2 separate regions of the Mus musculus genome follow, and region 2 is linked to region 1. Evidence: chromatin contacts called from public Hi-C data. All regions are on one chromosome and are shown on one strand. The core of a region is the stretch at or near the end of the contact, and the rest is flanking DNA. Distances in the headings are between cores, read along the strand shown.

What was found. A called contact is a pair of places that touch in the nucleus more often than the background predicts.
Region 2: a Hi-C map of regulatory T cells shows a contact between it and region 1, with 2.7 times the contacts expected there. The contact joins the promoter of Nipsnap2 here to the promoter of Mmp17 in region 1. A contact is called at or near these places in 12 of 39 promoter capture datasets (the 3T3-L1 cell line, the C10 cell line, the SN4741 cell line and 6 more), 1 of 15 datasets of contacts at CTCF or cohesin (CD8 T cells), 17 of 484 Hi-C or Micro-C datasets (CD4 T cells, CD8 T cells, Th17 cells and 10 more), 10 of 115 datasets of contacts at active chromatin or transcription factors (embryonic stem cells, epiblast stem cells, extraembryonic endoderm stem cells and 5 more) and 2 of 9 other capture datasets (adipose tissue and liver).

Annotation. Positions count from the first base shown.
Region 1 is chr5:129,580,992-129,586,502 of GRCm38.p6, forward strand. Mmp17 (matrix metallopeptidase 17) reads left to right here and starts at 3,178. Exons shown (of 10, transcript NM_011846.5): 1 at 3,178-3,457. The coding sequence starts at 3,302.
Region 2 is chr5:129,723,315-129,728,461 of GRCm38.p6, forward strand. It overlaps Nipsnap2 (nipsnap homolog 2), which reads left to right and starts at 1,761. Exons shown (of 10, transcript NM_008095.4): 1 at 1,761-1,907. The coding sequence starts at 1,831.

The DNA.
Region 1 (5,511 bases), core at 1,928-4,427:
CACACACACGCACACACACAGTGGGTGCAAAGGTCCTGTGGCAAGAGGGCATCTGGAGGCCGTCAGAAGAGGTCAGGGGCTCTACCAGATGGGGGAAGCAGGCAGGAACAAGCAGGGTGATGATGTCAGAGCAGAGCAAGATGCCACGGGCTGAGGAGAGGAGCTTGGATTTGTCTTCCAAGCACATGAAGCACCTTTTCCAGAGTGTGACGTGGGCGGTGACATCTCAGTCATCTTTGGAACGGATGGCCTGGCTCTGATTCAGCAGGTTGCCTGTTGGAAGCCAGGGTGGAGGTAAAGACTGCGTAGGAAGTGCTTTGGGATTTGGACTAGTGGTTCTCAACCTTCCTGATTCTGGGACCCTAGACCTCTGGCCTAGGGCAAAGCGCCATAGACTCACTGGCTATAAAGTGCCAGCTCCAGCCCTAACTGGTAGCACTACCCTGGGGTTGCTGTTTAATGACACATCATAGCCTCTGCCTCCCTGGTCATGGGGCCAACTCTGTTATAAACAATAATGTGGCGGCAGCAGGAGTAAGGAGGGACCCATGCTGAGGTGTCCCTCTGAGAAATCACGCCATGGGACAGACCTGATGTAAGGGAGGTTTATTTGGAATGGAGGGGAGGGGACTGAGGACCTGGAGAAGGAGTAGAGGCAGACAGAGCCACAGGGCAGAGAAAGCAGGGATAGAGAAGGACAGAAAGAGAGACTGGCCAGGAACACGTGAGAACAGAGAAGGGGGAGGGAAAAAGAGGGGGGGGGAGAGGAGTTAGACAGGAGATGGGGAGAGTGGGGAGAGACAGAGAAAGGGGCTGGGGTACTTCTCTTATATGCTGTCAGGTGATGAGAGCCATATGATGACCTAATCTGTTGCTCGGTCGCTGGGAAGAGTCTAGCAAAATTGTCTGTAAGCCAACAAACTCTCCTGTGGCTTCTCCCCTGTTCTTTCGTCTGCTCCTTTGGAGTTTTGTTAAAACCACTTCCAAAACTCTCGAGCCCAGTTGGCCTGCAGCTCACCATCCTCCTGCCTCTGCCTCCCCAAACGCTGGAGTTTCAAAGTCCTGCTACCATGTCCGGGCCTCCTCTGCTTCTATCAGATCACTTGACAGTGGATTTGGGGGTCACCTAGACAATCCCCAGTGAGCTTATCTCAAGTTTTTTTTTAACTCAATTATAACTACAAGGACCCCCATCCTAGCTGGGTATGGGAGAACACAGTTAAAATCCTAGCACTCGGGGGCTGAAGCAGGACACAGTTCTAAACAAACCAAAAAAGATTCCTATCCATCTAAGAGTATATCTGTAGTGTCAAGTAGACATTTACCAAACTATAGGAGACCTGGAAGAAACTCCCAGAGCCAGATAGGCAAAGGCAGGGCACCTTGGGAGGAGGTACCAGTTAGAATTGGCAGAGTCAAGGGGACAAGGGTCTGGAGCCAGAGCCCCTAGAGCCACCCATTCCTGAACCAGTTCTTTTGTCCCCAATTTGCTCCACATTTCTCTGAGATTTCCTTTCCACATAGGGACATCATTTAGGAGAGGCCCAGAGACCTCAGAACAGATAGAAGATGGGGCCACCCGAGCTTTGAAGCTGATCTCAGAGGGCCTACGAATGCAATACGTTTCTCTCTTCTTGTCTAACAGGAGAGCATCGATCTTCTCCCTAGGGACCGAACCGACCTTCCTTCTAATGCAGCATGAACTAATGTCATGCATTAATATTGTAAACCTGACGGGCTGTAGGATCTCCTAGGAAACAAGTCTCCCAGCACACCTGTGAGAGATTATCTAGATTAGGTTAGCCTCTGGACACGCCTCGAAGGGATTATCCAGATTAGGTTAATTGAGATAGGAAGACCCATTTTTAACTAACTGTGGGCAGTACTGTTCCACGGGTTGATAGGGAGTTTGTTCCACATAGCTAAACACCCGGGAGATGCTACTGTCTTGTGGCTGCGCACTCTCTGTCTCTAGGGCTTTCTCGTGTCAAGGTCCTAACCCCCGCCCTCCCACCCCCCAACCCACGGACCCATCTCAAGCTGGTGCAGAATCTAATCTTCTCCCCAAACCACCCAGACCCCCGAGAGCAACAGGGTATGGATAGACACCAGCTGGGAGTTGAGGGAGGGAACTTTGCCTTCAAAGCAGGGAGTCACCCACCCTCTCCTTTAGAGGCATCATCTAAACCTCAGTGTCCGCGTGCAAACAATAAATAGACTGTAATCCTAACGACACCGAGGGACTAGAGAAACCCGCGGGGAAGGGGCTGGAGACCCAGCCGCTGGGGCGGGGGCTTGGGGTGGGAGGGCGCTGGTTTTGAACTCTGTCCCTTGGCCCAGCCAGTTTCCACATTGTCACTCCACATTGTCTCCTACTTAGGTATTATTTTCTCTGGACCTCAGTTTCTTTGTGTACAAATTGGGAACTATGGTTTCCACTTCTTACGGGTTGCGAGAAAGAAAATTTCATCTGTAAAGTGCTGAGCGGGTGCCAGATCCCAGCTAATGTTTGCTATTCATAGCCTCCCGGCTCACGGAGATAGAACGGGTCCAGCCCGCCGGAAGCATGGGGGGTTCACTCCCCGCCCCTCAAAACAAAGTCTCTTTTTTCACACCTGATGCAGACCCTCAGCAGCAGAGGCTAGATGCTCCCTGGCGGACTAAGGGGAAAAGGTGCTCTGTGCCCAAGGCTCCATACAGGACTCAGGTGTGCTCTCGGCCTAGTCTCCCGTCCTAAGCCCCTACTCCCGCCCACGCTCACCCATCCCATCCCACCCCATGCCCCCGCTCCCTCCTACGCTCTCTTGTATCACACTAATCCCCTCCCCCACCTCCGATCTCTCAGAATCGGGGTGCTTACTCCCACTCGCCCCAAGACTCTGTGGCCCGCGGGCTCCCCCGTGTGCCCATCACGCGCGCTGCAGCGGTCTTTAGGTCCTAAGTGACCTGAAACTAAACCAAGGGTTCTAGCAGGCGACCAGGGGGCGCGTCCAGAGGACGGCAGAGAACTCTAGGACACTCGCAGCCCGATCCGCCGGCTCCCTGTCTGCAGCAGTGCTCCAGCCTTCGGGGTGGGCAAAGCTTCTGTGCCATTACCGGGTCCCGCCCGCGCGGGGGCCCCTTTAAGGGAGTGGGCGGGGCGATGTTTATTAGCATACATTAGCATGGCCCTGCCCCGGAGGCGGGCGGGCGCGCGGCTCAGTCCCGCGGAGCGGAGCGGTGCGGGCGCGGAGCCGAGCGAGGCGCGGAGCTGGCTGCTGGCGGGTGCGGGGACCCTCGCCACCCGACCTGGGAGAGCGGGATGGGACGCCGCCCGCGGGGACCTGGGTCCCCCCGGGGACCTGGCCCTCCACGCCCCGGGCCGGGGCTGCCACCACTGCTGCTTGTACTGGCGCTGGCGGCCCATGGGGGCTGCGCAGCGCCCGCGCCCCGCGCGGAGGACCTCAGCCTCGGGGTGGTGAGTGAACGACAGGGGCACGGGACCCTGGGCACTCGGGAGCCGAGTCCCCAGGCGCTCACGAGGTGCAAGGGAGAAGGGAGACTCGCCCTTGCTCCTTTCGGAGAGGTGCGCGAATCCCGGTGAGGCGGGGGTGTGGGGGGGAACCCATTTTTAAGACAGAGAAACTGAGGCTGGGGCTCGGGCTGCTCGAGGCTCACGCTTGCAGGTCTAGGAGGATGCCGGTCCCTTTCCCGCTCCGTGCAGTCGTGCGCCGCAGCCGCGGGCGCCCCGGGGAGGTGGTCGCCCAGCCGGAGCCTGGTCTCTGGTTAAAAGCAGCTCCACAGAGACCTCTGGCGGGGTGACCGGTGTCACAGACGCCCGGAGCGGTGCGCCCCGCGAGCTTCGCGGCCGGAGTGGGAGGTCAGGGGCGCGCACCCCAGGCCGGGGACGCGCCTGTGGGCGTCCGGAAAACCTGGGGTTCCCGAGTTTGCCCCGCTGACGATGTTAGAAGAGCCTCCCGCACGGCGAGCGTGCCGCGACCCCGTCTCCCTCCTCCACCGGAGCGATCGGCCTTGTCCCGCCGGTGCGGGTGACAACCTCTGCTGTGTCAAGCCCGCTGCCGTCCCCATCCCGCCAACTCCCACTGCCAGAGCTTAGCTAGGCACTCCAGCTTGGGGACCCGGGTACCGGCTTCTTCCCACCTCTTGCCCACCCTCCTGACTGAAGTCGGGTTTGGAAACCCGCAGGAGACCCGGAAGGTTTCGATCAGACTTTATGGCTCCGCAGGCCCGCGAAGCCCTCTGCAAAGGCGCGCGCGGTGACTAGAGCCCGCTTTCGAGGAGGAGGAGGAGGCCCCGGCCTGGGTTCCTTAGATCTGGAGACCCGGCCAGGCGCGGCTTCCTGATTGGCACAAGCCAGCCAATATCCTAATGGGGTCCTGGCAGAGTCCGCTTTCCACGGGCGGTTGGCAACGAGGACTCCTACACCTCAGGTCTAGGCAAGGTGTCATGGAGATTTCCTGCTGGAGGAGACACTGGGGCGGGAGCAACCTCCAGTTTGGCAACATTTGCCCCTGGATCTGAGAGGGGCAGACTCTGCCACCCCCCAGGCATCTGAGGTGGCAGCGACCCATGCTTTCTCTGCCCACTTGCAGATGTCTGAGGGTCCCCTGAGGTGGCTTCTTCCCACTCCAGTGGCCTCTAAAATAGGGGTTCCTCACGTTCCTGATCCTAGGCTTTCATAGCTGGCTCCCCGATGCCATGAGCATTAGGACATCCAGACCCAGTTCTGGTGGGTGACAACAGAGTCCAGACGCACCCTCCCCCCCCCCCCCCCCCACACACACACCGTCTTCCTTCAAGCTTTCAGTGTATCTCTAACGGGACTGGTTAGGGGACAGGAGACAGAGCGAGGGAGGAGTCAGGGCGAGGGAGCCCCTGCCCATCCAAGTTCTTAATCAGGCCCAGTGTACTTAGGAAGTTTGCAGCAGCGGACCTCGGTGGTTGAGGTGGGGTTGGCTCCTCCCCCTGGCACCTGTGGGCTTCATCCGACTTTTCCCCTCCCCTACTGAGTTCCTGAGCACTCCAGGGTCACCAACCCACCAGCACCCTGAAGATCTCACTAACCAGGGTATGTGACTCCAGGCTTGCCAGAGGCAGCAAAACCCTGTCGTCCAATCCTGGGTAAGGCGGGAGGGTGCCGCAGGCAGCCTCCTGCCCAGGACAATACCCTCCCGGGTGTGGGAACCGGGTCCTGCCCGCCTCTCCTTTGGTGGCGGTGGGGGCGCCCTCTGGTGGCCCTCTAGGGAATGGCACCTAAGAGCTTGGGGCGCAGGGGCACTCACTGAGCTGCAAACGATGGGCGGGCTTTGGGTGGGAGCTTTCTGATGCCCCTCAGACCGCCCTCTGCGGGCTGTTGAGCGCATTCAGGTCTGGATGCCTCGGAGGAGAAGGACGCCTTTGTGTTTGTGATCAGCCGCTGCCAGACACCGCTAAATCCACGGCTGGGCAGGGAGGGGCGAGCGCCTGTGAATAAAGCCGGGAAGAGGCCCCCAGGCCCCCTGAAAGGACCCG
Region 2 (5,147 bases), core at 511-3,010, 140 kb after region 1:
TGGGGAATACAGGAAAAATATGGCCTAATGCTAAGGAGCACAAAAGCAGAGTCATCAAAGAAATGCATAAACGCCAAGTTTGCATTCCAAGAGAGAGTTGAAACTCCTAACCTATAAAGTTGAGTCAAGTGCAATACTGCATACCTATGATCCCTGCACCGCAGAGACAGAGGCAGGAGCATTGAGAGTTTGAGGCCATCCTGGTCTGAATAATGAGGTCCAATAACTAAACAGCTTATGACGGCTCTGCAAGTAATCTCAACCCAGGAGTTTACCCTGAGATTACAAAAGGATTCCTGTCAGAACAGGCAGGACCCAAGGATGGAGTCGCATGAGGGGAACTCTGAATGCTTGTGAGAAACTCCAAATGAGTCTTGTAACCTCAGTTTCTTCAAAACACAAAACTTGTTCATAGACTGTGCTTCACACCCCTCCCAGGTGTAGCGAATCGCAGTGAGTTCACTCCAGATCACTCATTACTGCTTGCTGCTTTTATTATTTTTTTGCCACGTGTGGCTTGTCCTTATGATTACACACCTAACTCCTGTGGTTCTTCTATACCCTCAGAGTATAAATCGTCTGATGCTCTGAATAAACGCTATTGCTTGAGACTTTAGTCCGCCTCGTTTTTAGGCTCCATTCTCCCAGGTTCAACCCCGACTCAAGAGCGGTAAACAGATTACCATCAGTTTGAGGCCGGACTGGGCGCCACATAAAGACCCTGTCTCAGCTAAGTTGAGAAATGAAGGATCTGTATAAAAAAGGCAGGGCTCACCGACGCTTGAAGAGGCCCTGCCCGCAGCAAGTCACATATCTGCCTCCCACAGTTGGGTCTACAGTTTTATGGACCGCTCTCAGCCTCATTCACATTCAAAGGAGTGCCTCTCCCAGTCTGAACCGCTCCTCCACCACCCACAAGACCAGACCCTGTCATTTGTCCAAATTCTTGTTAGAAAAACTGTACCCATGGGGCTGGAAAGATGGCTCAGCGATTAAGAGCACTGGCTGCTCTTCCCGGAGGACCTGGGGTTCAATTCCTAGCACCCACATGGCAGCTCACAACCTCCTGCAACTCCAATTGCCAGGGGCTCCACCCACACTCTCACACAGACATACATGCAGGCAAAACACTGATGATGCACATAGACTAGGAAGAGAAAAATTTAAAAGATAAAGAAAACCACAACTCCTGAGCTTCAAGATTACAGCTCCCATCCGTCTTCTAACTCAGAACCAGGAAGGCAGCCACCAATTGGAGAGTATCCTTCTCTTGGCCTCTGCATGTAACTGAGGCCCAGGCTGCTCCCTATTTCTCTGATTCCTCGGGATCTAGTTCTGCTTTTGCCTACTCTTATCTTGCTGAAGTTTATGCTTATATCCATAGCTCTTTTATTATCCTTACAGAATACACTTCCCCCTATACCAGTGGTTCTCGACTTTCCTGATGCTGCTAAAACTTTAACACGTTTCCTCATGTTTGTGGTGGCCCTCAACCATAAAATCAGACTCTGGATTCCCCACATGCACAGATCTACTCCTTTCCCGTGGATCTCCCCGTGTACATTCCAGGTTCCTTTCTCACTCGGACTTCAGAGACCCTGAACTCCCCTCGCGGGATCTACGGATATCTTCAGCAACTTCTTGGCACGCCCCCTGGCGGCAGCACTGAGGCGCCACGCTGCTCCCCCTAGCGGCCGCTCCCCTGCACTACAGCGGCCTAGCGCCCTGCCCCGCCCCGCCCCAGCCTGGTCGGCCCGGCCGGGGGAGGGGTCGCGGTAGCGGCGGCGTCAGCGACACCGAGGCGGTAGGAGCTTCAGGCTCCGGAGCAAGATGGCGGCGCGGGTGTTGCTCGCGCGAGGAGGCCTGCTGCGGCCAGCCGCCCAGAGCGGCTTCCTGCCGGGGCTCCGGTGAGCAGCGCCGCCCTTTCCGGGGCCCGGCCGGGGAGGGGCCGCCGTGGGGCGAAGGGCGCGGGGTCCCCGGGGCGGGCAGGGGACGCCGGGGGGCCGGCCTCCCGAGTCCCAGGCGACCGAGGGCTGGCGAGGCTGCGGCGCCTTCCCGGGCCCCCGTGGGGCTCAAGGTCACCGTCCTGCCGGCGCCGCCCTTGCCGGGGACGCCCGGGCTCGCGGGCCACGTCCGCCCTCAGCCTCTGCGCGCTGCGCCCCTCGCAGTAGCAATGCCTCGCCCCAGGTCGTGCAGAGAAGCAAAAGGATGGCTGGTCTCCCTGGGGAAGCTGTACCCCGGGGTCCCCAGTCGGGACAGCCCTTAAATTTGAAAGCGGAGTGGCAAAAAAAAAAAAAAAAAAAAGTAACCCACGGTGGCCAGCTGTAGTAGATGGCGGAGTTCGCTGTCGAAACTTTTTCTTTTTTCCTGACCTCCGCGGAGACTGTGCTCGGTGTGTCAACCTGTCACCTTGACATCCCCACGTTTAAATAACGAAAGGCCATCCGAATTTACCGACAGATTTGTTTTCCCTTCTTTTCTTCCTTTATATGCTTATTTGCTGTTTAAGCGGTTTGTAGGATTTATTTTTTTATTTTATGTGTATAAGTGTTTGCTTTCATGTGTGGCTAACACATAGGTGCCTGGGGCAGCCAGGAGAAGGTTTTGGATCCCCAACGACCCGGAGTTACAGAGGGTTGTGAGCCGCCATGTCGGGGCTGGGAATTGAATCTGAGTTCTCTTCTAGAGCGGCAAGTGTTCTTAACCCCTGAGCCATCTCTCCAGGCCCTATGTATGTATGTATGTATGTATGTATGTATGTATGTATGTATGTATGTATGTATTTTGAGACAAGATCTTACTACATATATTCCTGGCTGGCCTTGAACCTTCAGCAAACCTTTTGCTTCAGACTCCAAAGTTCTGCAGTTGCAGGTGTGCAGTTGCAGGCCAGCCTTGGCTAATTGAAATATTCCTTTTTTTTTTTTTTAAGATTTTTTTTAACCTCTGAGCTCTCTGCCACGTGTGTGTAATTGATTTTCTTCCACCATGTGGGTCTGGGAAATTGAATGTAGTTCATCAAACTTAGCAGCCAGTTTCTTTACCCCTTAAGCCATCTCACCAGCTCCAGAACTTGCCTTCAGATTTCTTTTGTTTGTGCGTATGTGTGGTTTTTACCTGCATCTATGTATGTGCACCGTGTGCATGCCTTGGGCCTTCAGGGACCAGAAGAAAGTCTCTGACCCTCTGAAGTACAGTTACAGAAATGGTTGTAAGCCACCACTTGGGTGCTGGGATCGGAACTCTGCCCCTCTAGGAAAGGAACAGGTGGTCTTAGGCATGGAGCCATCTCTCCAGCATTATGAGAGCACCATATAATATGGCTTGTCTGATTTACTGGCAATCTTTAGTACTGGGGTGTGTATCTCACACAGACACACAGAGGACAAGAGACACATCTCGAGGGAAAAGTGTGTGAATGCTTTTGTTTCAGGACAGATGCAACTTGTAGGTGCAAATTATTTAAACCACCTGTAATATGATTCCAAGTGGAATGAACCGACATCTTACTCTCACATCTGTTGTTACTGAGCAAGCAGTCCGAGCCCCTAAAGTTTGTATTTTGTTCCTTGGGAAACAGGCAACTGAACCCCAAGGTGCTCACTCAAGACCCAATGCTCAAAGTCATGAAACTGGTAGAGTTTTGGACCTACCAGGTACCCGTACTTGGAGCCAAATGCTCCCTACCCCTTGATTCCTTGAGGATACTCTCACCCTCCTCTCTCCCTTCCTGCCAATCCTCTCTGGGAGCTATTCAAAGAGGAGGAAGAAGAGGGAGTCCTGAGCAGTTTAGAACCTTGTGAAGTCTGAGGTATAGGCTGTTCAAATGGAATATCCAAGTGTCTGGGCTATAGGCAACTGGTGGGGATTAGCATATAAGAATGTTGATAGATATCTGGATTTTATTAGACTGTGTTTTTACTGTTTTTGTTTTTGATGGTGGTGGTTTTGTTTTTCTGTGGGTTTTGGTTTGTCTGGGGGGTTAGAGGTTTTTTTGGGGGGAGGGGTTGGTTTTGGGGGAGATGGGAGTTTGAGAGACAGTAACCCTGGTTGTGCTGGAACCCGATCTATATATCAGGCTGTTAAGCCTGCCTCTGCCTCCCTAGTGCTGGGACTGAATGAAGGTGTATGCCACCGCCAGGCTTGTTTTGGTGTGTTTGTTTTGTTTTAAAGCCACAGCGATGGATGGAATTGTTTTAAGGAGAGAAGGAGGCTAGTGAAGGAGCTGAGAAGCAAGGCCTAGTGTGTGTCAACATTTACAGGCTGTTGAATAGAGGAGAAGGAGCCAGCAAGGAAGACGGGGAAAGAGCAGCCAGAACCATCATTATGTGACAGGCGTCAGAGAGGGGATATTTATTGGACCGGTTAGCTGTGCCTGATCCTGGCTAAAAGGTTAAGTAAGATGGCAGTAAATAAATAAATAAATAACAGATTTGCTCACAGGGATGTTGAGGTGGCCTTGCAACATGAGTTTCAGATAGGAATCAGGAGGTCTCTGTAGGTATCTCAGACGTGTGTATTCTAGTACTGTGGGTCGAGATTCCCCCGGCAGGGGGTCACATCAGAAATCCTACATATCAGCTATTTATATTATAAATCCAAAGAGTTAGAGCAAAATTACAGTTCTGAAGTAGCGATGTGATAATGTTATGGTTGGGAATCAGCACAGCATGAGGAACTGTAGTAAAGGGTCGCAGCGTTAGGAAGGTCGAGATCCACAGCTGTAGTCCATCTTATTTAGCTATGGATTGTATTAAGCCCAGAGTTCTCAGCTGATTACTAGACAGTCGCCTAGAAAGGGTTTTAAGGTACAAAGGATTTTTTGATTGCTCTCTTTCCAGGGATGGACCATCTCCCATCGTCCAAGCCAGGAATCAGGCCTTCCCCAAGCTTGTGCTGCCCCTCTCCTCTCTCCTTCCAATCTGGTCGTCAGATCTGTCATGTTTGCTTCCCAGTGTCTAAGCTCCACCGTCTCTGTTCTCATCCCCTCATTAACTGTCAGCAGCAATTGTATGGATTCCTCTGAAGACTGTGAACTTGATCCCATCATTGAAGGAGACAGATTTAAAAAAAAAAAAAAAAAAAAACTCTAAGAGGCCATTTTTCCATTATAAAAATCTCCCTTAACCAACCTGTGCTGGCAGGAG